Linked DNA regions of Sus scrofa: all the other regions are linked to region 5. Evidence: chromatin contacts called from public HiChIP or PLAC-seq data. All regions are on one chromosome and are shown on one strand. Each heading gives the region's core, a stretch centred on a gene start, on an enhancer-like site or on the middle of the called end of the contact. The rest is flanking DNA. Distances are from core to core; before and after follow the strand shown.

Evidence for each region. HiChIP or PLAC-seq counts read pairs in DNA pulled down with a chosen protein or histone mark.
Region 1: a contact with region 5 is called in an H3K27ac HiChIP or PLAC-seq map of alveolar macrophages. The contact joins the promoter of TMSB4X here to the enhancer-like site in region 5. A contact is called at or near these places in 2 of 5 promoter capture datasets (fetal liver and fetal skeletal muscle), 10 of 47 Hi-C or Micro-C datasets (blood, embryonic fibroblasts, epiblast stem cells and 6 more) and 2 of 2 datasets of contacts at active chromatin or transcription factors (alveolar macrophages and skeletal muscle).
Region 2: an H3K27ac HiChIP or PLAC-seq map of alveolar macrophages shows a contact between it and region 5. The contact joins two enhancer-like sites. A contact is called at or near these places in 5 of 47 Hi-C or Micro-C datasets (embryonic fibroblasts, heart right ventricle, skeletal muscle and 1 more) and 2 of 2 datasets of contacts at active chromatin or transcription factors (alveolar macrophages and skeletal muscle).
Region 3: an H3K27ac HiChIP or PLAC-seq map of alveolar macrophages shows a contact between it and region 5. The contact joins two enhancer-like sites. A contact is called at or near these places in 5 of 47 Hi-C or Micro-C datasets (alveolar macrophages, blood, embryonic fibroblasts and 1 more) and 2 of 2 datasets of contacts at active chromatin or transcription factors (alveolar macrophages and skeletal muscle).
Region 4: an H3K27ac HiChIP or PLAC-seq map of alveolar macrophages shows a contact between it and region 5. The contact joins two enhancer-like sites. A contact is called at or near these places in 9 of 47 Hi-C or Micro-C datasets (blood, embryonic fibroblasts, fibroblasts and 4 more) and 1 of 2 datasets of contacts at active chromatin or transcription factors (alveolar macrophages).
Region 6: a contact with region 5 is called in an H3K27ac HiChIP or PLAC-seq map of alveolar macrophages. The contact joins two enhancer-like sites. A contact is called at or near these places in 2 of 2 datasets of contacts at active chromatin or transcription factors (alveolar macrophages and skeletal muscle).

The regions. Positions count from the first base shown.
Region 1 is chrX:9,648,445-9,652,863 of Sscrofa11.1, forward strand. TMSB4X (thymosin beta 4, X-linked) reads left to right here and starts at 2,282. Exons shown (of 2, transcript NM_001044555.1): 1 at 2,282-2,381; 2 at 2,789-2,823. The coding sequence starts at 2,282. The coding sequence ends at 2,823. LOC100511794 (a long non-coding RNA gene) reads right to left here and starts at 959. Exons shown (of 3, transcript XR_002340577.1): 1 at 1-959.
Region 2 is chrX:9,705,454-9,709,919 of Sscrofa11.1, forward strand. All of the region lies in intron 2 of LOC106506896 (a long non-coding RNA gene), which reads left to right. Among named protein-coding and RNA genes, the nearest start is that of TMSB4X, 57 kb to the left of the region's middle. Within about 2 kb of position 2,313, at least 28 of the 83 cell types and tissues checked have an H3K27ac peak or open chromatin away from gene starts, as enhancers often do. A contact at or near this core is called in alveolar macrophages, skeletal muscle and subcutaneous adipose tissue, where this site is marked.
Region 3 is chrX:9,751,990-9,756,243 of Sscrofa11.1, forward strand. No RefSeq gene overlaps it. Among named protein-coding and RNA genes, the nearest start is that of TMSB4X, 100 kb to the left of the region's middle. Within about 2 kb of position 2,317, at least 25 of the 83 cell types and tissues checked have an H3K27ac peak or open chromatin away from gene starts, as enhancers often do. A contact at or near this core is called in alveolar macrophages, retroperitoneal adipose tissue and skeletal muscle, where this site is marked.
Region 4 is chrX:9,777,143-9,781,629 of Sscrofa11.1, forward strand. The region is part of intron 2 of LOC110257721 (a long non-coding RNA gene); the gene reads left to right. Among named protein-coding and RNA genes, the nearest start is that of TMSB4X, 130 kb to the left of the region's middle. Within about 2 kb of position 1,454, at least 10 of the 83 cell types and tissues checked have an H3K27ac peak or open chromatin away from gene starts, as enhancers often do. A contact at or near this core is called in alveolar macrophages and subcutaneous adipose tissue, where this site is marked.
Region 5 is chrX:10,130,558-10,134,919 of Sscrofa11.1, forward strand. No RefSeq gene overlaps it. Among named protein-coding and RNA genes, the nearest start is that of EGFL6, 85 kb to the right of the region's middle. Within about 2 kb of position 2,709, at least 46 of the 83 cell types and tissues checked have an H3K27ac peak or open chromatin away from gene starts, as enhancers often do. A contact at or near this core is called in alveolar macrophages, embryonic fibroblasts, epiblast stem cells and 5 more, where this site is marked.
Region 6 is chrX:9,670,270-9,674,604 of Sscrofa11.1, forward strand. The region is part of intron 2 of LOC106506896 (a long non-coding RNA gene); the gene reads left to right. Among named protein-coding and RNA genes, the nearest start is that of TMSB4X, 22 kb to the left of the region's middle. Within about 2 kb of position 2,147, at least 3 of the 83 cell types and tissues checked have an H3K27ac peak or open chromatin away from gene starts, as enhancers often do. A contact at or near this core is called in alveolar macrophages, where this site is marked.

The DNA.
Region 1 (4,419 bases), core at 1,032-3,531, 480 kb before region 5:
CCCCAGGCCCCGGGCAGCCGCCACCCCCCCTTCCCCTTCCCCCCCCGCCGGGTACTGGCAGCTAAGTTGCCGGGGGAAGGGCCCCTCGTGGGACAGAGTCAGGGGCCATTTTGAAAACTGCTCCTCGGCCCCTGGAGCTCCCGCGTCTCCGGACGTGACTCAGAAGCGCGCTTCAAAATGGAATCGTGCTCAAGAGCCTCCCTTCGCAATACGGAGTTCGACTTTTAAATTCCATCTTCGGGTGTTAGAGATGGTGCGATTGCAGTCTTGGGCCTTCCACCCGGGGCCTCCTTCGCAATCACTTTTATAATTCAGGAAAATAAGGAACAGCAGAAGTAAAAGAACTTCCTCCTTGTCCAGGCAGCAAGGCAACAGCAGAGCTTGAACTTGACTTATTTTTTTTTCTCAGGGAGAGGCGACGGGCTCTCTATACTCCTGAGAAATGAACTGCCAACCAGCAGATATTCCAGTTATTTGATTTGGGTGCTAGCGATGAAAAAAAAATGCATGTAACACTTTTTTTTTTTTTCTTCCCCAATCACTTAAGGGTGCTTTGGCTCCCACCCAAGTCTAGGAGAATGCAAGTAAGGAGACAAAGAGGGCCAGGGTGGGGCGTAGGGCCTCCCCTGGCCTCAAAGCTGAGTCACAGGAATCGCACCCCTGCAGAGGGCGAGGCCCTGGGGCAGGGGACACCGCACCCCGCCTTGGGGATGCTCCTTTACTGCAGCTACGCAGTAAAGGAATGCCTGTCCCCCTAGGTACCACCTAGGCCCTTAGTTACCAGGTTCCGGTGCCCAAGAGCAGGTTTGCGCGGCTGTTGCAAAAATCCATTATGACAGAACAGAGAAGGGGGAAAATGCATTATAAAGGAAGCGTTGCAGGGTGGGCTACACGCATTTTATTTTTCACCCTCACTGCGGTTAGGTGCACGGGTGGACGCCGGGTGGCGCCCCCTCCCCCGGGCCCAGCCCCCCTCCCCCTCAACGCCAGGCAGGGCCCGGACGCCGTTCCGCCGTTCCGGGGACCCGGCGCGAAGGGGTTAAGCGGGCCGGCGGGTGACATCACCTCATTTACATAGGAGCGCGCATATAGCGACAGCCACTGCGCCCCGCCCGGCACTCGGCGGCGGCCACTGCGTAGACCGGATTCCTCTCGCTCGCGCCTCGCTCCGGTGAGCCCCGGGGCCCCTGCCTCCTGCCCTCCGCTCCCCTTCCTGCCCCGCGCCCGCTCTCCCCGCCAGCATCCCCACAGCCGAGCCTGAGTCGTCCTCCCGGGAAAAGGCTGCTTTGGGGAGCTTGGGGATGCCAAACCCTTCCAGATGCTGGGTAGCCGGGTCGGGAACTCGGTGATTTTTTTTCTTTTTTTTAAGTGAAAACTGGCGTTTTGCTATGCAGCTTCGAAGGGAACATTTTTTCCCTTCCCCCAAAGGCGTTCTGCCTTGCCTCTTAGGCGGGTGATTAATAGGAACAGAAAGATCCTTTGTTCCAGCTCACACCCACCCAAGCGCGGGGCTTCGCAATCCCGTTTTGCCTCCAGCCCCGTGGGCTGCATCTGTTGGGGTTTAAGGCGGCTGGAGGCTGTGCTGTGAAATGTTGCAAAGGTCCTTCTCGCAGGGCAATGTGTGCGGTGCAGCCGAATGGCTCTGAAATGCAGATCAGGGTTGATCCAGAGGGTGCGGGGGCAGCTTTGTGCGCGGCTGGCTGCATTGTTGAGCGAGAGAGGGAGGAAGCGGGTAGGGCGGTGGTCGGCGGCGCCCGGCAGCAGCTGCCGCCTTTGTGACTAGAGAAGAAAGCAGGGCAGCCCGCATCTTTGGGAGAGAGGCCGTGGATAGAAAATGGAAACGCTTTGTGCCACCGTGGCTTCATTTTAAGAAGTTTTACTCGATTTTCTTGCCCTTAAACGCCAAACGGCTACGCTCTTCTCTGAAGTTGAAACGCTGCAGTTAACGAGCCACAAGGCTTAATTTCATTGTTCCGAAAGAGACAGCCTCCAAATGTGAGAGTTTATCTCACCTTAGAAGAGCCTCGGCTCGGTCCCCGGCCTTTTGAAATACTCAAAGGAGGTGGGGCGGGGGGGGGAGGCTTCTTTTTTTTTTTTTTTTTCTCTGTAGAAAGAGGAAGATCTTTTTTAGCCCAGAGTGAAAGCGGAAGGAGGCTGAGTTGGGGTTTCAGGCGGGAGAGGCAAGGGCAGAAGCGCATTTCTGGGCCCGGAGAGCCGAGGGTGGGTGGCTCGCCGTCAACCTCCCTCTTGGCTTTGTACCTTTGCAGCGTCCTCTGCAACCATGTCTGACAAACCCGATATGGCTGAGATTGAGAAATTCGATAAGTCGAAATTGAAGAAGACAGAAACGCAAGAGAAAAATCCACTGCCTTCAAAAGAAAGTAAGCAAGCCCCCCCCACCCCCTTTAAGAAAAAGCCAGGGCGGGGCGGGTAGGAGAGCTTGGGAGGGGCTGGGAGAAGAATTGGGGTGGGGGGCGGGGTGTGCGGGGGAGGAGCCCACAGGTTTTTGATGAATATGGCTTGGAAAGGTTAATTTAAAAGCGTTTTGCAGCCAACAAACACAGGGGTTTAATAATTTCCTAATGGAATGTGTAACAGACCATATTTACACATGTTCAGGTTCATGCACATATCGCATGATGGGCTGCCTCAGTTGTCCTTGGAGAATTTTTGTGATAAAGATGTTTTAAAACGAAAGTACGGGACTCCTATCCTAGGCTATACTGAATTCGCCTCGTCAGCCTCCTCCATCTTCTTTTTCTTTTTGTCTTTTTCTTTCCGGTCACAGCGATTGAACAGGAGAAGCAAGCAGGCGAGTCGTAATGAGGCGCGCGCCGCCAGTATGCACTGTACATTCCACAAGCATTGCCTTCTTATTTTACTTCTTTTAGCTGTTTAACTTTGTAAGATGCAAAGAGGTTGGATCAAGTTTAAATGACTGTGCTGCCCCTTTTCACATCAAAGAATGGCGAACTACTGACACGAAGGCCGCGCCTGCCTCTCCCATCTGCCTGGGTGGCTGGCAGGGAAGGAAAAGAACTTGCATGTTGGTGAAGGAGGAAGCTGGGTGGAATTTAGAGTAAAAAGCGAGCTGGTCCAAGGTGTCCTGCGGGCTGTAAAATGCAGTTTAATCAGAGTGCCATTTTTTTTTGTTCAAATGATTTTAATTATTGGAATGCACAATTTTTTTAATATGCAAATAAAAAGTTTAAAACGTGGCTGGTGTGATGGTCTGGTCTCTGAAAGGAGCGGCTTCCTCAGAGGAAACCTTGGCAAAAGGGCCAAAAGAGTGGGTGCGCTGGGAAGCAGGAGGTGACAGACATCTGGTAATTTGGGTAAATTCTCCGGAGACACAAATGGGTTTCATCCAGGTTTGAAATACCTCGCGTCTATGCTAGACACAAATGGGTTTCATCCAGGTTTAAAATACCTCTCGTCTATGCTAGACACAAATGGGTTTCATCCAGGTTTGAAATACCTCGCGTCTATGCTAGGTAACCGGGAGATGGGGTTTTTTTTTTTTTTTTTTTTTTTTGGTTTTTTTGTATTTTTTTTTAGGCTGATGGAATTCTTACTATCCAGAGTTGAATGAAAATTTTGATAAACATAAATTTGCAGTTCTTTTTAAAAAAGGGTTAAGCCAGCACTGAATCTCTTGCACACCTGATCAAGAACCCGAAGGTGGTGGTGATTCACAGGCACACTCTTTGTTTCAGGTGTCAAACAGCCAGGGGTATTGAGCCAATTGCGAATGCATCTTGTGAGATAAGGGAAAATTTAACATTTTTAATAACTGCTTTATAAAAGGATTCAAGAGCTGTGCTTCCTCTGTCTAATGGCTGGTTCCAATTGGAATTAAGTCGTTAAAATAGCTTTTATGAAATCGGTGTACTTGGGATGCATGATTAGGACTTAAGATGAATTCTCAATTTAGATAATGAAAAACTGTTGGATTTGAAGGACACCAGGGGGACAAGGATGAAATGGGTGCTGTTTAAAATCCAGTAGGATTTAATTGGCTCACCTCCAGGGCTTAGCTTTGAGTCCTTGATAACTTCTCAATCATTTGAATACACCTATTTAAACTGGTGGGTAAAAGCCAAGCCTTAGATTGAGGGGCCGTTAATAGGCAGAAAGGAAAACAAGCTATCTTAAGGTCTTGAGTGGATTCCTCCATTCTTACATAAGGAAGAGTGCAGGTATTTTTTCAAAAGAAAGAGTTACACATTTTATTAAAGTGGAGATGGCTTTTAAGGCTGGTACTCACTGAAGCTAAGATTGACAATGCAAATGTCCAAGATGTTAAACTGCCCCTGCCTTTAAAACCCTTTTTGAAGGAGTGGAGTGGAGGGCAAATTGGTGATTATTAAACAGGTTGATTTCATTTCCTTTGCTCAACACTTACTTTGAGAAATGCAC
Region 2 (4,466 bases), core at 1,063-3,562, 430 kb before region 5:
CTGAAGTAGAAACCTAAGATATATTGTGAGAAGCAGAAATGTACTTTGTAGCAGCAGTTTATTGGATTAGGCTGTTGAAAATAATCGATTATTCAGAGGGTAGTTCTTGACTGGTGCAATAAAATGTACTCTCTTTGCATTATTGAGGAGAAACTGACATACAAAAAACTGTATGCATTTAAAATGCTCAATATAATGAGCTTTGATTTATACACAAACCTGTAAAACCATCTCCACAGTCAAGACGCTGAACCTTGCCATCATCGCTAAACATTGCCTCATGCCCATTTGTACTCTGTCTCCCTCCAGTCTGGGTACCCAGGTAACCACTAACCTGTTTTCTGTCATTATTGATTGTATTTTATAGACTAGTTTTATATAAATTAAATCAAATAGCAGATACTCTTTTTAGTCTAGCCTCTTTCACTCAGCATTATTTTGAGAGGCCATGATCTTTCGAGTGTCAATATTTCATTTCTTTCTTTATTCCCCAGTGGTATTTCATATAGTTTATTTTTTGAAGCTTAGTTATTACTTTCCTGGATAGATAAGTCAGTTGATGCATTCTTACTCTCGTTATCCTATTTTTTTGTTTGTTTGTCTCACATTATTGACTCAATATATACTTATATTGATTTACTTAAGGATTTGGTTGAAAAGACTCTCTTCGAGAGGATTCTATGAGAGGTCATTAATTCATACATTTATTCAATCATTCAGCAAAGATTGATTAACTCTTTCCTAGTGCTAAAAGATAAACTTAAGATAAACTGAGTTTAGGCAAAAATCTATTTGAATGGGGCAGCACCAAACGGGAAGTGGTTAAGAGCTGGCCATTGACTGGAGCTCAGGGAAAGACTTTTATAGAGAAAGGGCAGAAGCAAAATAAGGAAATGATTTATTGGCTGTGACTTCAAGCCTAGTTGGCTGTTTGGGATTGGTTGTCCTTACGTTTCAGTTTGGTAATCTCGAGGTATTTACAGGCCTAGATTTTGGTTTGCTTATGTAGGCCACCAGGTCATTAGAGCCTCCTCTGCCCAAGGGTCTCTTTGTTTCATCAGTTCAACTCTAAGTCCCAAGTATTATTCTAGGTGCTGGTGATAGAGAAATAGGGGAAACAGACCTGAATCCCAGCTCTCCTGACTTTATATTCCAATGAAAGGAGATGGACATTTTGCATTTTTTAGCTTTACTGAGGAGCAGTCAATTCTCCTGATCACTTTGATTCTCATGCTCCTTTTCTTTTTTTTAATGATTTTTATTTTTTTCCATTATAGTTGGTTTACAGTGTTCTGTCAATTTCTGCTGTACAGCAAAGTGACCCAGTCACATATATATATATATTCTTTTTCTCACATTATCCTCCATCATGTTCCATCACAAGTGATTAGATATAGTTCCCTGTGCTCATTCCTTTTTTAAACAATAAACACAGTGAAATATTTTAGGAGAACCCTGATGGCTCAGCAGTTTAAGGATCTGGCATTGTGACTGCTGTGGCACAGATTTGATCCCTGGCCCTGGGAACTTGCACATGCTGCAGGTGTGGTCCTCACCCCCCCCCCAAAAAAAAAAGAAAAGAAAAATTATAGTATGTTACCATGTGCCCTTTAGAAATAATAGAACAAAGTAAAAGGTCATCAGATGCCATCCTAACAGTGCAGCCCATACTGGGACCGGCTTCCATAAACTGAGGAGGATAAAGACTTTGGTGTGGTTTCTCTCAGTCAGACTCAACAAGATCCCGTGAAAATCGACTCTCCAATAGGGCTTAAAAACAACAACAAAAAAACCCCACACAACCCCCCAAGGCTACCATGAATGGCCAGGAGTCACAAAATGAGGTGATCTTTCCCTTGGAACTGCCCACAGATATTAAGCTTTTGTGTCCACCTGTTGGAGAAGCCGGGAGGGGGGGAAGAGGTGCATGATGGGAATCAGGTCAGAGAGTTTTAATTGGGGAGAACACCCTCCCGAAGCTCCAAATTGGTTACATTATGGGAGTGAATGTCCCCATTTCCGTTCCAAATGTAAACGTCCACCCAGGAATGCATGTGCTTCGTTTCTCTGGTTTTGGGAGAAGGGAGCCAAGGTAAACTGAAAGATCGGCCACGCCAAAGTGTCTGGCTCAAAAACGGGTGGAACGGATACCCCAGGCCACAACCAAAGAATGCGGCACTGTTTCCCCAGCTGCAGAAACGTTTTGGCATTTAAGCTGAGGAAGTTTAAGGGAGAGATGTAAGGAGAGAGCTGTGTAACCAGAGGACGAGAACCTTCTTTGTCCGCCTCCGGCACTTTTACTCCAGCGCCATCTGGCACCCGTCCAAGGTAGCCTGAACTTTCTGAGAAACTTGATTTCCTGTTCACACTGCCTCTGGACTGGAGGGCTGGGGTGACCAAGGCGGAGGAGTGGAATGGGGCTGCGGGTTAGCTTAAAAGCAGGGGGTGGGAACTCTCTGCTCCCACACGCTTAGCAAAACTCCCAGCAGCAACTGTAAAAATAAAACTTTGAGCTCTAGAAGCTTTAGTTCTTTCAACACTGAACTTCACTCATGAGATAAGGATCTTTTGGGAAGACAAGATTTTTGGTTTAGTTTTGTTTCAGGGTCTTTTAAAACAGAACACTACGAACTTCTTAAAACCCGCGCGGGGGGGGGGGGGGGGCTTACCATCACCTAGTTCCCCTCTTCTGTTTTACAAAAGAAGCCAGACAGAAGTGAGAGCTGTTAAGTGACATTGGCAAGGGGATGGGTACCCAGGGTCTATACTTCCTGACTCTGAATGTGGTGGAGTTTCCTCTGTGGATTACAGAAAAGTGCAAGTTCAAATACCAGGCCTTGGTGAATTTTACTATATGTAAGTTATACCTCACCCCCTAACTTAAAAAAGTGGGTGTTACCCAGGCCTCCCCTTGAACTTGAGTCTGCTAGATTCCAGAGCCCAGGTATTCCTGCGTTTTGCCTCTCAGTAGCATTGCTGTCGGCACTGTGAATGCGTAGTCCTTTCGTGGTTTGTGTTTGAGGAGGAAGCTGAGGGCTGACGAGCTTTCCAGGATGAAGGCATTAACCATGGCACTTGGAAAGAAAAGCTTGCTGAGTCCTGAGTGGGACAGGTCAAGAGCTGGGTGAATTTCACTTCCCCATGAAATTAATCACTCTTCGCCTAGAGGGGCAGTTATATCCCGGCCAGTTTCTGCTTGGAGTTCAGGATAGAAAAACAAAACAGCGGCTGGCCCTGTGATGGGAAAGGGACATTTGGTATTCTTGTTAACTTCCTGGCTAATTACAAAGTGTTAATGACATTCAAAGGAAACTTGCCTCCTTCGATGATCTACAAATAAGGAAGGGCAACAGAAGGTGAGCCAAAGAAAAGACAAGGACCTCCAGGGAAGTGCAGAGCAAAACCAATCAGCCTTGATAATCACAGGAGAGAAAAGCATCCTAATTTACAAAGGAAGTAGACACCCCAGTAACTCGGAAAATCTGCACAGACTAGGTGGGACTGAGAGCCCTTAAACCAACCCTAGCTGCTCTTCAAACCTTAAGGATTTGTTATTGCAAACCGCTTCTCAAACAGTACCTCATGGGATAAGGTACCTCTTTTCTAACATCCATCGTAAAAGCATAAACATACAGTCCAAATAATGTGTGTTAAGAAGAGTTAGGAAACAAGTAGAGAACAGAGACCACAAAGATTTTTAACTTTGGTAACAGAAAACATTTGTTTTTTAAATTGGAGTATAGTTGGCTTACAATGTTGTGTTAGTTTCAGGTGTACAGCAAAGTGAATCAGTCATACATATACATATATCCATTCTTTTTCCCCATATAGGTTATTACAAACTACCGAATAGATTTTCCTGTGCTCTACAGGAGGTTCTTGTTAATCATCTGTTTTATGCAGTCGTATGTGTATGTTATTGTCACCCTCCCAATTTCCCCCCCCCCCCAAAGGTTTCCCCTTTAGTAACCATAAGATTGGTTTGGAAATCTGTGTGTATGTTTGTTTTTTTAAATCAGTTCTTTTGTATCATTTTTATTAGATTTCACGTGGAAGTGATAGCTTATGATTTTTTTTTTTCTTTCTCTGTCTAACTTCACTCAGTATGATAATCTCTAGGTCCATACATGTTGCTGCAAATGGCATTATTTCATTCTTTTTTAAATGGCTGAATAATATTCCATTGTATGGATGTAGCACATCATCTTTATCCATTCCTCTGTTAATGGACATTTTGGTTGTTTCCATGTCTTTCCAGTTGTAAGTAGTGCAATGAACATTGTGGTACATGTATTTTTTCAAATTATAATTTTCTCCAGACAGATGCCCAAGAATGGGATTGCTGGATCATATGGTAGTTCTATTTTTAGTTTTCCGAGGAACCTCTATGCTGTTTTCTTTTTTTTGTTTTTTTGTCTTTTTGCTATTTCTTTGGACCGCTCCCGCAGCATATGGAGGTTCCCAGG
Region 3 (4,254 bases), core at 1,067-3,566, 380 kb before region 5:
GGGATGGTGGCGGCTGCTCTTCTGGGCAACAACAGTGGACACACGTTCAGTGAGTTCAGGGCAGGCATCCGGCCCCCAGTGAACAGTGGTGTCAGAATTCTGAGCGAGCGGTGAGCAGTTTCCTGAAGATAAAACAGCACAGCAGCCACAGCCACAGCGCCCCAGACCGGGGCTCTCTGGGGTCTGGGGCCCCTCCTCATGCTCAGCACAGTTTGCTTCAACGTGCTCTGCGGTTGAGCAAGGCTTCCTCTTCCCCTGTGTGAACTCCAGGAAACAGAAGACCGTCTCCGCCGGACACCAGCTGCCCTGGCCTCGTCTCTTGCCCTCCTTTGCTGGTCAGCTCTGAATTCCTGCATTTGCTCAGACAGCTGGGAGGATGGTCGCAGCCCACGGCCCTCAATTCGCATGCAAGAGGGGCCACCTCCTTCGCCAAGGCCTGGGCCAGCTTCCCAGCTCCACATCTGAGTGTGAAAGGAGCGCCTCCCCCTCCCCTCCCCCTGCCCCAGCGAGCACATTCTATGGATTCCCCATGACCCTGTACCAAAAGCAGCAGAGTAGAGACAGATGGCTTCGGGCCCATGCTAGCCTCCAGCGCGTGTCCACTGGACTATTAGTGCCTTGCTTTTCTCCCATGTTCATGTTATTAATGAATTAATTAAGGGTATTCTTTCTCTAAATGAATTTTTCATGATAAAACCAACCCTTAAGACCTGTGGGAACTTCGAACCATCCAGAAGGGCACAGTGATGAAAACAAAACCAAAAAGCCCTTGTGAACTTCATCCTCAGCCAGCCAAAGCTGCACTTAACATTTTGATGTATTTCCTTTTAGTGTTTGTTTCTCTCTCCTGACATAGTTTCAGAAACACCCGTCTCTCTCTCTCTCTCTTTTTTTTACAAACCTATATCGTTCTGGATACTCAATTTTGTTTTGTGTTATGTGGTAATTTAGCCACCTTACCCCCCTTCTCCTACAACATGGGTTATTAATGGCTCTGTTCATGGTAAGAACATGCCGTATATATTCAAAAATTACTATTGAGGGACACTGAAAATGTCATTTTTCTCCAGAATAACACTGTAATGCACATCTCTGTTCATAGATTTTTTTTTTCTTTGCTTTTTAGGGCACCTGCAGCATATGGAAGTTCCCAGGCTAGAGTCAAATTGGAGCTACAGCTGCTGGCCTACACTACAGCCACAGCAATGCAGCATCCGAGTTGCATCTGGGACCTACACCATAGCTCACAGCAATGCCGGATCCTTAACCCACTGAGCGAGGCCAGGGATCAAATCCGCATCTTCATGATTACAGGTTGGATTCGTTACCACTGAGCCACAAGGGGAATTCCAGTTCATAGATTTTTAGACTCTGTCTCTGAATAGTGGCCAAAAGTAGGACCCTAGAAATAAAAATTTCAAGATCAAAAAGTGTAAGCACTTTTTTTTTAGGTATACTTTTAAGGCTGTTGATGCACGTTGTCAGACTGCCCTCCAAAGTGGCTCTACCAATTCAGTCATGTAAGTTTCCTTTGTCTTTGTTAGACGTGGTACTAGGGACTGATAGTGCCCATGCAGTGTCTTAAGTGAAGGTGGAACGCACAGAGCAGCTCCATGTCTGGAATTTTAAGATCCAAGAGGCAAATGGATCAGATGTGCAGCCACGGGTACTTTCCAAGGTTGTTCTAGAAGGACATGACCCCTCCAGGTCCATGTTGGCAGAACCACTGACCTTTACCAAAGAGACCAGCACAAAATGCCTTCACCTTAAACGTGAAAAATGACGTACACCTCATCCAAAATTTCCCTCAGGTCCCCCAAACCCACTCTTCCTAATTCAGCTCTGGGTTCGTGACGGGGTAGCCACTCAGGGTTTGTGGTTTCAGGAAGGGGAGGGTGCCTGCGAACGCGATTAGCTGTTGCTCAAAGGAAAGCGGATGTACAAGCTGACCTTTGAGGTCATTCGGCTGGTGCACACTCTGCCATGGGCAGGGGCAGCTGGAGGTGAACCAATCCTGGTCCTTTTCTGCTTCTGGCCGGATGTGACTGCATCACTGTCTGTGTCCCCTGGGGTAATAAAATATCCATCAATGTCCAATGAAGTACTTGTGATTGAATTGCTGCTTGTCAAAGCTTTGGAAGACAGGACCTGACCGTGTGTGCAAATGATTGATGGGAAGACCCAGCCAAGGCAGAGCTATCTAAAGAGGCCTTGGGGTGCTCACAAAACGAGGCTGGGGTTAACAGTCTCCATCCCTCCAGAGTTCCTAGGGTGATTGTGCAAGAGACTCATGATCTGATCACAAGAGCAAAAAAAAAAAAGAGTGCCTGTGCCGCAGATAACAAAGAATTACACAAGGCCTGCAGGCCTGCAACAAACGCCAAATATTTTAAAACACTTGGTGGAAATTTGAGCTGCAAAGCATTTTATCATCTCAGGTCATCGCTGTTGGGTCCAGCTGACGCTATGCTGTCCGCATGTTTTTACCAGCACTGGCCTTTCAATGGGGCTTGGAAAACCAGCTGAACCCTAGCTTGCTTTGCAGAGGGTTTAAGCCGGTTGGCTTGCTCAGTATAGATTGGCAGTGTGGCAAGAAGGAAAACTGAAATTCAACCCACTGCTGGGATTGAAACCTCTTGAGACGCAAATGTAGCAGACACTGGGGTGTGGCTTCTTCGTTAATTATGTTCTGTCAAACAAGGGTGGAAAATGTCAGCCCAGATTCAGGGCTGGGCTCCTCTGGCGGCCAATAGCAGTGAGCCTGGGACCCTGGTTGAAATGATGAAGAGCAAGTTTGAAAAACCATTCAGTTGATTTCAAGGCTTCCTGGGGCCGACGTTGAAACCACAATGTTCTCTTGTTGGGGCAACATGAAGAGCCAATCACAATTGAGGTTTCTCAGCATGTTCTGCCCATATTTGGCTGTAATCTTGCTTCATTCAACTAGATTTATAATATATGCACTTGAAAAGCAAGGCTTTGGGAAGTATGTGTGTGTGTCCCTCCCTGTTGCAAAAGACAACTTTTCTTGATGCTTTGGGCCTGCCTGTGTGTGTCTGGGACAGCTTCAAAGCAAAGAAAGGAGCCAGTGTCGAACATTTATTTTGTACTTTTATTTAAAAGAAGTAAAAAGCTTCCTCTGCAGCTTCTGGCTTTATATCATTTACCTGAAAATCCACAGAAAGACACTCGTCTTGTTTAAATAACCAGAGGTCGCTTAGGTGATTATGGAGATTCTGAAGGAATGTCATGTGCTTTACTGCATTTTATCTCTGATGTGGAGGAAATCCTTTGCTCAGAGACTCTGGAAAATAATGCATCCTTTAAAGTTTCTCCTTAAGGGCTGCTTGAGAAGAATGATCAAATCTTGTGGAGAGATAGGACACAAAAGCGAGAAACTTCATTCTCCCTTTTGCAAGTGAATATTCATCACCTGCTTCCGATGCATCGTCCTTCTCATTCTTACCACCATCCCACAAAGGAGAGCCTACTTTTAGGCACAGTTTGCAGGAGTAACCAAGGCACAGAGGTTACATAACTTTCCCAAGGGGCCAAGCTTATAAGGCGTGGAGCTAAGAATCCACCCCAGCCATCAGATGTCTAAGCCCCTTGGTCTTAACGATATGTCACTCTACTCCCCTGAGATGTTTTCTTAGGTGTACAGGCCAGAACAGAGGCCTTACGTGGTACAGAATGGCCCTGGGAACGCTCATCTCTAAGACATTGACCTTCTCTGACCCTCAGGACCCTATGAGAAGAAAGTGGCGAAGTCGTTGGGCTTGTCTCAGGCCTGAGGTTGCGAAAGTCCCCAGCGACCCCCAGAAGGTCACGCCCAGAACTGTCTGGTTGGAGAGGAGCCCACACTCCAGCAGCTGAGCCCCTCACTTAGGGCCCCAGTCTCAGGAAAGCCAGTTCTAGAAGGCCCCCCTCTGTGAGACTGAAGGCGCACGGGCTGTTTCAGAGACCCAGCAACACGGTCCTCTGTGTCTTCAAAACTGAAGTGAGGGAGTTCCCACTGTGCCACAGCAAAAATGAATCCGACTAGTCTCCATGAGGTTGCAGGTTCGAGCTCTGGGCTCGCTCATTGGGTTAAGGATCCGGCGTTGCCTGAGCTGTGGTGTAGGTCTCAGATGTGGCTTGGATCCTGTGTTGCTGTGGCTGTGGTGTAGGCAAGTGGCTGTAGCTCTGATATGACCCCTAGCCTGGGAACCTCCATGTGCCACAGGTGCAGCCCTAAAAAGCAAAACCAAACCA
Region 4 (4,487 bases), core at 204-2,703, 350 kb before region 5:
ACTTTCTTGTGAACTTGTTTCTATGTCTTTTGCTTGGGGAGAAGGTATTTGGTGGACTGAAGTGCAGCTTGTTTTTGAAGCTTCATTGTGGAAAGCCATAGTTAAAATATTGATATCCATTGAGTATCAGTCAAAGGATAGAGCCATTTGTACAAATGCTAATGCGTAGCAAGATATAGCTTTAAAGGGCTTCTTCGTGTTTTGTTGTAACTAAAGGAAGTACCTGTCTAGTGGGATGGCTTTGTTTACTCCATAGAGTTCTGACCTGACCTAGGAGATCCTTCTCACCTGTTCGGCCTCGATTTGGCATTAGTCCTTGTCTAGCCTTCTGTCCTGCAACCTCCAAGGTGTCTCTTTGACTGAAGCCATTGTCTATTTGTTTTATCTTCCCTATTCAGTTACAGTTCATCAGGGGCAAGTGTCAAGCCGGTTATATTTTGGCAGTGTCCGTTGTCTGTCAGGGTTTCTGGCATACACTAGTAGCTTAATTCATTAACAGCAAACAAATGAATTTCAAATCTATTCATTGGCCACTTATTCATTCATTTAGTCAGTCACTCGCTCAGTATTTTTTGAGCACCACTCTAGGCCAGTCATGTTTAACGTGCTGGGGACACAAACCTAAACAGACTGAAATTGAATCTTTGGCAAACTTATATCCTATCGGGTGAGACCCATTATTGCACAAAGGTTTAATTTCCTTGCTGAAGTGACGAGTTCGGATCCCTGGGGGTTCATCTGAAAGAAGGTAGGAAGACACTTTGAGGGGCCTTTTCCTTTCTCTAAGGATGTCATCAGGATCAGGAAACAGATAAAACCTTTAAAGAAGACCTATCATTTCAAAATTTTGACTGAGAACTTGATGAGGCTAAAGGTACTGGCCAGATCCTTGTTTCACTGGGGAATTGGTCTGACATGGAGGGGGTGAAACAAAAGCTGGCCTCTGTCATAACAACTTAAATCATCCCCCTTCTTTCCCTCATAGTCCCCACGTTAGAATGTTGGCTCAGAGGCAGCGAGGGGCTAGGATAAAGGAAGATCACAGGGCCTGGCGCTGGGGCTAGAGTTGGGAGCAAGAAGAGGCAGAGACCTGAGAGGAGAGGCATCACCTACGGAATTCTCCAGAATTTTAGGACGGGTGCAAGACTTCCTACGGGGTGTGGGATGGAGCCCCAAGCCTGGTCCGTGACCTTCTCTTCCAGTGGAGAGAGCAGCTCGTCGGCACATCTTGAGAGGAACCCCAGTGTGTTTATTTGGTTAGTCTTCGTGTTGGCCTCACTCCCAGCAAATCCAAGCATTTGAAAGTATCTCTGGGAATCAGAAGGTCTCATTTAAAAGCCTTTCACTCATATTTGGAAACAGACTTTCCCTAAATGAAAAATAGACTGGCTATAAATCAGAGTTCACATGATGTAACATTCTGAATTAATCTCTGTGGTTTAGTGAAACTTTTTAGGATACTTTCATTGCAACAGCCCTGTAGGTCTTAGCAACCATTTTTCTCTCAGAGATCCAGAGCTAGTCCCAGGAAAAAGCAAAAGAGCCTCCAAGCACATGGTTTTGACATGTTCCTCGCCCACAAAGAGGAAGCTGTTTTCCTCGGAGAAATGTTGCTTCACTGAGAAGCTGATTCAGCAGCAATCTATTTGCATCGCCACTTTGTGCAAATAGAAGATGAGTGACCTTGACCAGAACTCTCAGTGGTGGGTGACAACGTGAAGACTGGGTGATGATGCTCTCTCTCCCAGCCTCTTAGCCTAACCCCTCCATGCCAACCTGCACAAGAGCAACCAAACCCAGGGGAACCCAAGTTTTCACAAAAACACTAAATTCACTTCAATCAGAACCAACTCCCACGTTGCCCAAAGATACACAGTTCGGCACAGGGTTGGTCCTGTCTTTGGAAAGGAAGATTACAATGGTCACCTTGCTTTGAGGGAGCCCCATGTGGCGAATTACCTCTCTTCTGTGTGTGCCAAGAGTGAGGATTCAGAGAAAACGTGGAACCTAAGACTGCAACCAAAAAATGCACTCTTGGCAGACATAATGGTGACCAGTTAGCATCAGAGGATTTCATCATCTTTTCATCCATTTGCTCTCCTAAAGCTGACCGGAAGATTGGAGCAGCTTTTTTGTTATACCCTTTAGCTCCTTACCCTGATGCTATATTTTGCTCTCTTAAAGCTTTTAGTACTCCCAGATAAATCAGAGTTTTTACATCTCTGCCACTTTTTGCCATCAGAATACTTGGCATCCTTATCTAGGCCTGGACATCCTAACAGCTCATCTGCTTGTGTTCACATTCTGCTGAGCTTTCTACCAAGCAGAGAGCTTTTCTGCATTGATAAGGTCCCAATCCCATTCAGCTTCTGATCCGGTTTTCCAAACGTTTCCACTGATCTCCTTAAGGGTAAGAAAGGGAATGTCTTAGAAATTGAGAGAGAAAGCTCTTAGAACCATCCTTCCATGGAAACATTAGCTCAAAGTCAAGAAGCAGGGGGATTTTTACGAGGTCTCCAAATGACAGCACGTTGGTTTAGAACTCTCTGGATGCTTTAAGTTTCTGTTGCCAAAGGGATCAGAGTAGATCCTGCCAAGTGTACAGAATGCCTTTCTACCGCTAACATTTGAGAACTAAATTGTAAGACAAGGGTCAGCTCTGTAAATTTCTATGCATAAGATTTGCTCTTCCTTCACCTGTGACTCCAACTACTTATTTTTTAAGTATGTGGTACAGTGAATCTCACTCGGTAACCCCGGGCATCTCCTTGCGTATTGCGTGTACTGGTAATCCAGTTCACACTTAACTGCTAGAAGCAAAGTCACAGAGGAGGCCAGCTGGCCACCCCATTTGATAACATGGTCAAGTTGGTTTGGGTACTCAGGGACGTTGAACCATTAATCTCCAGGGAACTTCTCTTTTTAAAGTTTTCTTCTCTTTTCCTCGATTAAAAAAACAAAGAATTTAAAATGTGCCATGCCTTGTTCTCTCTGTACAGTGGTTTTTAAACTGTCCTCTGTGGTAATTTCATGTTCCCACTCTTCCATAGTGTATGTCAGAGGCAGTGTAGCTCAGGGGTAAGAACGTAGCCTAGGGGCTCAAACTCCCTTCTGGGATGGACGATGTATGTCACCTTGTGTGAGGCACTGCATTTCCACACGGCTCAGCTTCTCTGTGTATGAGGTGAAATTCACAGGACTCCTCTCATCAGATAGTTCTTGTGAGATGGAACTGGAAGCGCCAGCTTCAGAAGTCAACACAGAGTAAGACATGTGGTTGAGGTCTGTGGATGTTGGCCATTACCATTACCAAGATCTCATATCTACCAACGCTTAGTACTCTTTCAAGCAGGTTCATGTCCATGATCTCGTGGAACAGTGAGAATATTGTTCAAAAAGTAGGGGAAGGTGATTTTAGGCACACTTGAAAGAGGAGATGATGGAAACAACAAAGACAGTGAGGAATTTGTCCAAGGCCACCAGTGAATTAGCACCATTTGAACCCAGAACTGGATCTCTAAGATGCTGAGTCTCTTGTACTTACTTTGATTAGTGCTTCTGGGAAATTACTGTATGTTCAGTTGATCTGGGAATACTGTTCAAATGCAGATTCTAATTATGCTGCATTTCCAAAAAGCTCCCAAAAGATTGTGATGCTGCTGGTCCCACCCGACCCCACTTGCAGTAGGGAAGGTCTGTAACCGGATGTATCATTCTCCGGCATTTCTGATGCCTTGATGCTCATTTTCAACTGAATTTGAGGGGAAAAAAAAAAAAAGTGCACCAGAAGAATCGTGAAACATATCATGGGCATAACCCCCAAAGTTACCCTTCTCTCACCACTGTGATGTTATGTGAGAATTTATTGCCACAATACCCATCGACCTTCACGGAATCAGTATAAACAGGCAACCATAAACTTTGCTGCAGCCTACAATCAATAAGAAAAGTTTCTACTCTGTTAGCTGTTCAGAAGTCCTGCTGGGACTCACAATAGCCAGCCCCTCGCCCCCCAATCCTTTCCCTTCATTTACCACCAAGGAGCTCATTCTCAATGGGGAGCTCCATCGAAAAGAACATTGCTCTTTCTTCTGAAAACCGATTGCTCCCTCTCCGCATACATTTGTTTTTCATCTACACAGATAGTTCAGCTCTTTTTGCTTTGTTGTGTAACCTAGGTAACCTCAACCAGCTAAAATCAGAACTGCTTCCCACTTTGCGCATGAAATTTCAAACCACACCTGAGCTTTACGCAGGTCACGCAACAGAAAGGCAGACAAGGTTTTGCAGGAAGGGTGCCTTCTTCAATCAGAGGTGGCTAGGATGTCATGGGTGCAAGGGCAGGTGTGCAGGAAAGGTTCAAGTGCAGCTTATGCAGATCCACTCATCAATAAGGCATTTTCCTCCATACTGTTGGGTGTTTGTGGGTTTTTTTGTTTTTTGTTTTTGTTTTTGTTTTTGGACTTTTACTTTCAGATTTAGCTGGT
Region 5 (4,362 bases), core at 1,459-3,958:
TAGTGTCCTCCAGCCCTTCAGTGTCCCTGCGCTAGACTGAATATCAGTCCCCCCCACCCCCAAATGCACATGTTGAATCCTAACCCCCAATGTGATGGCATTAGGGAGTCAGTTATGAGGGTGGAACCCTCAGAAATGACATCAGTGCCCTTAGAAGAAGAGACCCCCAGGAGTTCCCCTGGTGGTGCAGTGGGTTCAGGATCTGGCACTGTCACTGCTGCTGCTCAGGTCTCTGCTGTGGCACAGGTTTGATCCCCGGCCCGGGAACTTCCACATGCCTCGGGCGCAGTCAAAAAGAAGAGACCCCAAGAGCCACTTTGCGGAGCACCAGATTGCAACGCCTAAGGCAGGAAGGCATTGAAGAAATGTACTTGACCAGGCATGGGGAACATAGGGAATGGGGAAGGGGCAAAATAGGACCTATGTCTGCTGCTTTCTGGCAATTTCACAACATACGGGAATAGCAAATTGAGTGCATTAAGTTATTGGAGCTGCAAGGTCATGCTTACTCGGTCTTAGAACGTTTTACCTTGCACTCTCTTTGTCTGTCTGTCCCTTTCAGATGAGGAAACTGTACTATTCTTGTGACAACAGAAAGCCTGTTTCCTCCCACGGTCCTTGCTCGGATGTTTGGGGTCTGTTAGTGGTGACGTCCACTTCTCTGCACCCCTCTCTCAGGCCTTCTTCCTCTGGGTAGAGCACGCCCCTCCCTCCTGCATCCATCTGCATCGCAGGCCCTTCCCCCCACCAGTCCTGGTTCTCTAGCACCAAGAGTCAGAGATGGTGTTCCCCTCACTCTGTCGACAGTGGAGTCAGGAAGAGCCAAGCTCCCCTCCCCTATCCTATCCATCAGCTCTCACGACATGGACACAAGGCTGTGTGCGTGCTGGGAGCCTTCACGGAAAGGTAGAGAAGGGTAACACAGGAGTAGCTTCAGCGGGCATTCTGCATCAGACTCTTCCCAGAATCGAATAAAGGTAGAAAGAATAAAGTCACCCTTTTATGCCAAGTGCCCCTGAACCCACATCATTCCTGTGTAATCTTGGGCCCATTAATCCCATTCTCTGTGCTCCAGTTTCCCCATCTGTAAATCAAGGACAGTGACAGTGTCTGCCTCAAGGAGTGGTTGCCATACTGATGAGCATCTGAGTGCTCGGCACAGAGCCTCAATCGTAGCTCAGGCAGAGAGTAATCCCTTAAGGGACATTAGGCGTTGTTATCGCCAGCCAAGAGCTCGACTCTGCCTCTCTCCAAGACAGAGCCCATTCTCAGCTTTTCCAGTCTCTTTTGGAAAAGCCTTCTCCCATAGGTCCTTTCTCCATCATGGCAACCCTCAGGACACAGTAATTGACCGAAGAACGCCAAATGGAGAAGCTCCAGTCTGGGTTAGTCTGAGAACCCTGAAACGGCTGAAAGACTCCCATGGTCTTGCTGCAGGATTTCAGTTTCTTTTGAGTGTCTGCTGCTTGATGGATGTGCATGCACACATGCGCTTCCAAAGGACAGGGGGTGATGCTTTGGGGACTGTGGAGGCCCAATCCACTAAGGGTCAGTTGAATCAGCCTTGATTCTCCCACCTGCAACGGAAATGGCACCTTCTCTTATTTTTGCTCCGAAGGCCAGTTCTCTTTTCTCTTCCTCCTGTTTCCAGCCCATTGGGAGGGGCATCTTAGTACCTAGGAAACAGCAGCAATTTAAACAGCAGCGCCATTTAGCCTTCATTTTTCACCTTCAGGTTTGCAGAGGCTGGGCTCCAGGCTCAAATCACATGCTCCCGTTGACCCGGGACTAGAACAAACTCTGAGGCAAGGTTTCCACTCACTTGTAACTTCTGTAAAGAAAAGGGAAAAAATACAGAGAGATTTATCTTTCCTTTGCTGAGAGCAAAGAGGGAGGGAGGGGTAGTTCTTTTAACAATGTTCTTTCAACCCTTGTCAACTGGGCACCTGTAATCGCTAGGTGCTAGGCACTGAGTGGGAATCAAAGAATATAAATCTGGTCTTATCTTTAAACCAATTATAATCTAGTCAGAAGATAAATTGCTGGAGAGAAACAGAGGGAGAAAAGGAGTGGTGCCCTATGAGTAATTGGCAGCAAAGCTAAAAATAGGGTTTTAGAAAGAGTCGAAGAAGTTTGGGGCAAGCTTAGCATATGTTAACAATCCATTCAGAGCCCAGAATTCATCTCAGTTGTGGTTTCCAGAAACCACCTAATAAGTTACAGCATTTTCCTTTATATGTTGCATCAGTCAGCTTGTACCTTACAAGGTCTCCAGCACACACACTCACCCTAAATAGATGAGGCTGCCCCACCATTTCTGCCAAGACCCCATCTATTTGTCACCTGCCGTGCAGCATCTGAACAAGTTTAGAGCCAGAGTTTTTCGGAAGACCCAGTGTTTTCAGGAAAGGCTACTAGTGTTTTTAGGAAAACATTTTGAAGCGGGAGATGGCATAACTGATGATTCTCCACTTGGACCTTGCCACTGTCCAGGCACATTCGGGGACATCTTTGGTTTGCCGATGATGTCAGCATCAGAAAACACCAGGCAGTCCGTGGGGAGAGAATGCTGATGGCAGGCATTTCTCATGTGTGTCTGCAAATCCAATGAAGCATTCTAAAGGAATGGTGGTAAAGACACACCCTGCTCTGACTGGCAACTTTTGCCGCTAAACCTGTGAGCCTGAAGACATACAAGGCAAAATTCAGCCTCCTCTCAACCTTGAGGGAATGAGTCAGCAAAGCAGTTCTCACGTCTCTCCACCCAGAAAGGCAGGAGGCTTTCCAAAAAAGGCTATGGTTTTTCTGTTTCCTTGGTTCCCTGACACATAGCCCCAGCCGTGATCACAGGCGCTGCCAGGCAGGAACCTGTTGCCTTATTTGGGAATCCTGCAGCCCTCTTTGTGGGGGGAGTAGGGCAGACTGAGAAGTCCAGGTCAAAATGACAATAATGCGACAATAAAGAGAATCAGATAACGAAAGTGGGCATTTTATCTAGAATAAATACAAAGCCTATACTTCCGGGGATCATTTCTATAGTTTGTGACCTAGAATAAAGGTAGAAAACTGCCTGATCCAAGGAATAAATACCTTCATACCCATTTCTTACTCAAGCTCTCCTGGGAAAATCTATAGAATCTTCCATTTTCCTTCCAGCCGAAAGGCTGTCTGCATTTCCCAGCTGCCGTGGGGACCGCTCTTCTGTTGGGAGAGAGTCTGTCAGTTACATCCACCCACAGTTCTCTAGTTGCTGCTTTTCGAGGGTCCCTCTTTCTGACCCCAGGGTGTGCTGGGTGACATTGATCGTGGCATGCAGATAGCAGGAACAGATGAGGAGTGGAGGCAAAGGGCAGGAATGCCCTGCATTTTATGGCTTCCAGCCTGCATTTCCTGGGGGTGTTAACAACTGGGGGACGCACCCAACCCCGATCTCAACCATCCAACTCAGCTTCCATCAAGAAGCAGGGTTTCTAGCACATTCTGGGGCCCTGGAAACTGTACAGAAGACCTAGGTCCCTCTGCTTGGGTAGTCCTCCCGCAAGGCTGCCACCAGCCACCACGTTTTCATTTCTGTGTTTCTCCAAATAGGAGATCACCAGCTGAAAGACAAGAGAACAGCGGGGGAAATGGAGGAAGACCCCAGAACAGTAATGGGTGTGTCAGCTCAGGCTGGAATGTGTGTCCAGCATCCATCCCAGGAATGAGAAAAACAAACCCAAGTCCAGATTCCCTCTCGGAGGTGCCGAGTGCATCAGCAGCGTAGCAGAGGGAAGGGTGCCCTCTGCTGTCATCTGTGGGGTTTTTTGCTTTGTTTTAAATTTAAAGGAAAATTTCAAGCTCCATGTGAAACAGAATGAAAAAAAAAAAACTATGTATTTTTGAAAAGCACGACCTGTAGCCAGGCTGTGTTCTGGGTCAGGTGAGAGAGACCCCACGGATGACGCAGGCAGCCCTGGAGACCCCATGGCCCTCTACTGAGGGGAAACTGGCTTGGGAGGGGGTCCTGTGGGCTTTATGGATCCAGGACAGTTTACCTGGAAATAAAGGCATTTCTTGGGAGCAGGGCCCTTCTTGGGTGGCGACACTCTGGCCAGCATCTCCATTTATTTCCCTGTCTTTTCCCAGTGAACCAATTTGGGCTTGTTCTTAGATTCTTCTGTTTATCTAGGAAAGGAAAAAAAACAATATGGTTCGCACATAAGAACTCCGAGGCTCGGCTTACAAATATTGCACGAAGATAATAATTTACTGGAGTTCCCGCTGTGGCTCAGTGGTAACGAACCCGACTAGTATCCATGAGGATGCAGGTTCGATCCCTGGCCTTGTTCAGTGGGTTAAAGGATATGGCATGGCTACGAGCTG
Region 6 (4,335 bases), core at 897-3,396, 460 kb before region 5:
TTCTTCCTTCTTACCTGCCTTCCTTCCTTCCTTCTTTTCTTCCGGGGTTAGTAAAAGACAAAATTATATACATAATCATTCGGTGCCTACGAATTTGAACTCTGGAACATGGGATTGCCACTTGCCATGTTCCCATTGGCTAAGGAGGTGCTTTTTCTAAGAATATGTGAACTGATTCAGTCACTTACATCTTTTAAACTTGTTTGTTTTATAACGCAATGCCAGCATGATGCTATAATAAGCTATATCTGAGACTGAAATTGTATATTTTCTGTTCAATGTGATGCCTGAGAACAAAGAAAAACTAGACATTTCGTGATTATCTGAAGTTGGCAGAGATCTGAACATGGCTCAGTCACTTCCGGATTGATTATTTTGGCTGATTGCCACCAATCACATTTAAGGATTCTTGGAATTCCCGTCGTGGCTCAGTGGTTAACCAACCCGACTAGGATCTATGAGGCTGCAGGTTTGATCTTTGGCCTTGCTCAGTGGGTTAAGGATCTGGAGTTGCCATGAGCTGTGGTGTAGGTCACAGATGCGAATCAGATCTGCCGTTGCTGTGGCTGTGGTGTAGGCCGGCAGCTGTAGCTCTGATTGGACCCTTAGCCTAGGAACCTCCACATGCCTGAGTGTGGCCCTAAAAAGAAAAAAAAAAAAAAAAAAAAGGATTCTGCCATCACATGGCTAATTTTTCATACATGCTGAGCTGCATATGTCACATAGTACAAAGGACTCCATGGTAATTTTAAGCTACTACCGGAGTCTTTAGCTGTAAGAACCACAAGGTGTATCCTGGTTGAATTGGGTGTAAAATGAAATTCACAACCAGTTCCAGCAGCAAAAGTGAAATCAACCTCAGGATTTGTAAGCCTGACCACTGTAAGGACATCTTTGCTAGTTTAATACATATCTATATACTTGTACTTTTTCATCCGTGAAATTTCATTCCAAAAAGAAAAAAAATTATGATTAATTCATTAACTGATAATATCTCTCTACACACCAGAGTCAGCAAACTCTGGTGTGAGGGCCCGATATGACCACTTACAGATGTTTCTGCAGCCTGAGAGCTAAGGCTGGTATTTAAATTTGAAAGGCACCAGAGAAACAAATCAAAAGAAAAATACTGGAGTTTCTACTGTGGTGCAGCAGGTTAAGGACCTGGTCACAGCTGCATCTTGGATTCGATCCCTGGCCCATGAACTTCCATATGCCATGGGTGCATCTGAAAAAAAAAACAAAAAACAAAAAACTATTTTTTTTTTTGGCTGTGCCCATGGCATGTGGAAGTTCCGGGCCAGGGATCGAACCCATGCCAGAGCAGTGACAACACAGAGTCCTAAACCGCTAGGTCATCAGAGAACTCCAAAGAATACTAGAATACTATTTTTTGGCATGTAAAGATTACATGAAATTGATATTTGAGCATCCATAAATAATGTTTGATTGGCCCTCTCATTCATTTGCGGCTTTCATGGCAAAGTTGAGTAACACACAGAATATGTGGCCTGCAAGAGGGAAGACATTTACTCTGTGGCTCATTTCAGAAAAAGTTTGCAGCCTCTTTGTCCAGACAAAGCTATTTTTAGAAGGAGAACTGAGGTCTGGCATGAAGTGGGTAGACATATAAAAATGACTCCAGTGGGCATTCCTGTCGTGGCTCAGTGGTTAACGAATCTGACTAGTATGCATGAGGATGTGGATTCGATCCCTGGCCTCGCTCAGTGGGTTAAGGATTCCTCGTTGCTGTGGCATAGGCTGGCGGCTACGGCTCCAATGGGACGCCTAGCCGGTGAACCTCCCTGTGCAGCCCAAAAAGACAAAAACGACAAAAAATAAAAATGACTCCAATCAACTGGCCTGGGATGTAAACCAAACTTCTCCCGTGGTGTAATTTCCAGTGAAGCATCTTGCATAAGCAGGAAAAATGCAAATCTGGAGATTAAAGTAAGAAATCAGAAACTTAAAGTTTGCATAGTGGGAAAGGTTGAAGAATAGAGCATCGTGACTGAAGGCATATTTTGCTCTCTCGCCAAAATGTGCCTTTTCAGGACTAGCATGCTTCCCTTCCTGAAAGCTGAGCTGTGCATCACCAGGCCGTCACACACCCTTGCTGACTGACTGCTGGGCAAGGGTTACACAGCTCGGACTTGGGTCAGAGTAGGCGGTGATCAGGATGACATTGGAATGTTTAGGCTCTCAAAGCGCATCTAATTTGGAGGAGGGGAGAGCCTCTGAAAAGGCTAAGTCTGTGTCCTACTGTGAATTGTTTCTCAAAGTTCTACAGTCAGGTTCTTGAAAAGTCTGCCTCTTACTTTTATTTTGGACCCTTTTTAGTCCATTCGTGAGGGGATAACAAAGATGAGAGTTTCAATAGTTGTTATAACCTTGGGGGGGGGGCAAGGGACAATGGTTGTGCTTTGTCATTTCCAGGGTGGGTGTGTGTGTGTGTATTTAATGTTTTATTTGGGGATAATCTCATGTATATAGTTTATAAACACCTAATACATCTTTTACATATTAGGTGTGCTCACACTTTTTACTGAGAGTTTTATTTGTGTTATCAAATAGTGTGCGTACTTGTTGGCTAAATTTTCTACTGTTGCATAGCAAATTACCACACACGGAGTGGCTTAAAGCAGCACACTTAGCATCTCATAGTTTTTAATCCATGAGGAGTCCGGGAATGGTTCAGCAAGGTCCTTGGCTCAGGATCTCACAAAGATACAATCAACGTGTCTGCCAGGGCTGTGTTCTCATCCAGAAGCTTGGGTCCCCTTCCAGGTTCATGCAGTTTGGGGGCAGAAGTCTTGTCCTTGGAACTGTTACACACAGTGGCTTGTTTCTTCGAAGTCATCAGGAAAGTGTCTCCGACTCAGAGGAGGCTGAAGCCCTTTTTTAAAGGATGCTCAGCTGATGAAGTCAGGCCCACCCAGGATAATCTCCTTTTGATGGCACAGAGTTAACTGATTTGGGACCTCCAGTTACATTTGCAAAATCCCTTCTCCCTTTTCCAGACAAAGTCCCACAGCAAAGGAGTGACAGCCATCACCTTTGTCATACAACAGTAACCTAATTGTGACTCATCACCAGGAGGCCAAAGTCAGAGACAGCCACCCGAGAATTTTGGCTGACACTGGGCAAGGAAAGCACAGCTCTGTGAGTCAAAGGGAGCCGTCTTGAGTCTTAGCTCTGCCACTTAATAGCTGTGTGAACGTGCAAGTGATTTCACTTCCCCATGTTCCAGTTGTCTCAAGTGTCAATTGGAGATCATTCTAGCTTCATTTTAACCTTCTAGCACCTACCACTTGGGGCTGGTGCCTGAATTAAACAAGATTATACTTGTAAAGGGTCTAGCACATCAACTGGCCAATAGCAAGTGCGAATGGGTGTCAGTTATTTTCATTAGATGCTCACGTTCATACGCACTGACATTTTATTCATCCAAGAGAAAGAGAATATTGGACTTCGCCAGATTGTGCATCACAGGATCTTCAGGAAGCAAGACAAGAGGAAGGAATTAAGAACCCAAATTAATCCTTGTTTTCTAATAGGAAGGGCTTATGGAGAACAAGTTGGTTCAGTTAATGGTGCTTTAAGGTAAAGTGAGATAGAGTCTGTGAAAGCATCTGCACCAGATAAATATTAGTTGAATTTAAAGCTGGACAGAAGTACATGCTAAATAATTTTCTGTGGACTAATTGATGTATCTTCTTTCTAAAGTCAAATCAATCGCTTTTTTTTTTTTTGGCTTTTTCGGGCTGCCCTCTCGGCATATGGAGGTTCCCAGGCTAGGGGTCTAATCGGAGCTGCAGCTGCCGGCCTACCCCACAGCAGCACAGGATCTGAGCCACGCCTGCGACCTACACCACAGGTCACGGTAACACTGGATCCTTGACCCACTGAGCGAGGCCAGAGATTGAAGCCGCAACCTCATGGTTCCTAGTCGGATTCGTTTCCGCTGTGCCATGACGGGAACGCCTCAGATCTCTTGCTGAACCAAATGATTTTGTTTCCCCTTTATTGTTAGCTGCAGAGCTCTTGGAGCAGGACAAGCATTTCATCAGCCCACGTGGCCCCTCCCTTCGTCCCTGATCTAAAGTAAGGTCTGTGAATATGAAACCCATAGAGAATGTCCGAGTGGAAAATGTTTGCCAAAGCTCTTGCTAAAGTCTTGTGTAGCGAGTGGAGGACAAATATCCTGCCCAGGACCTGTACTTCCCGCACTGAACAATGTCCTTACCCACCTCCTAGTCTCAAGCCACAAGCCTGTATGTAGTCCTTCTTCTCTGCAGGGAAGGAGAGGAAAAAACTAAAACAAAAGTCCCCAAA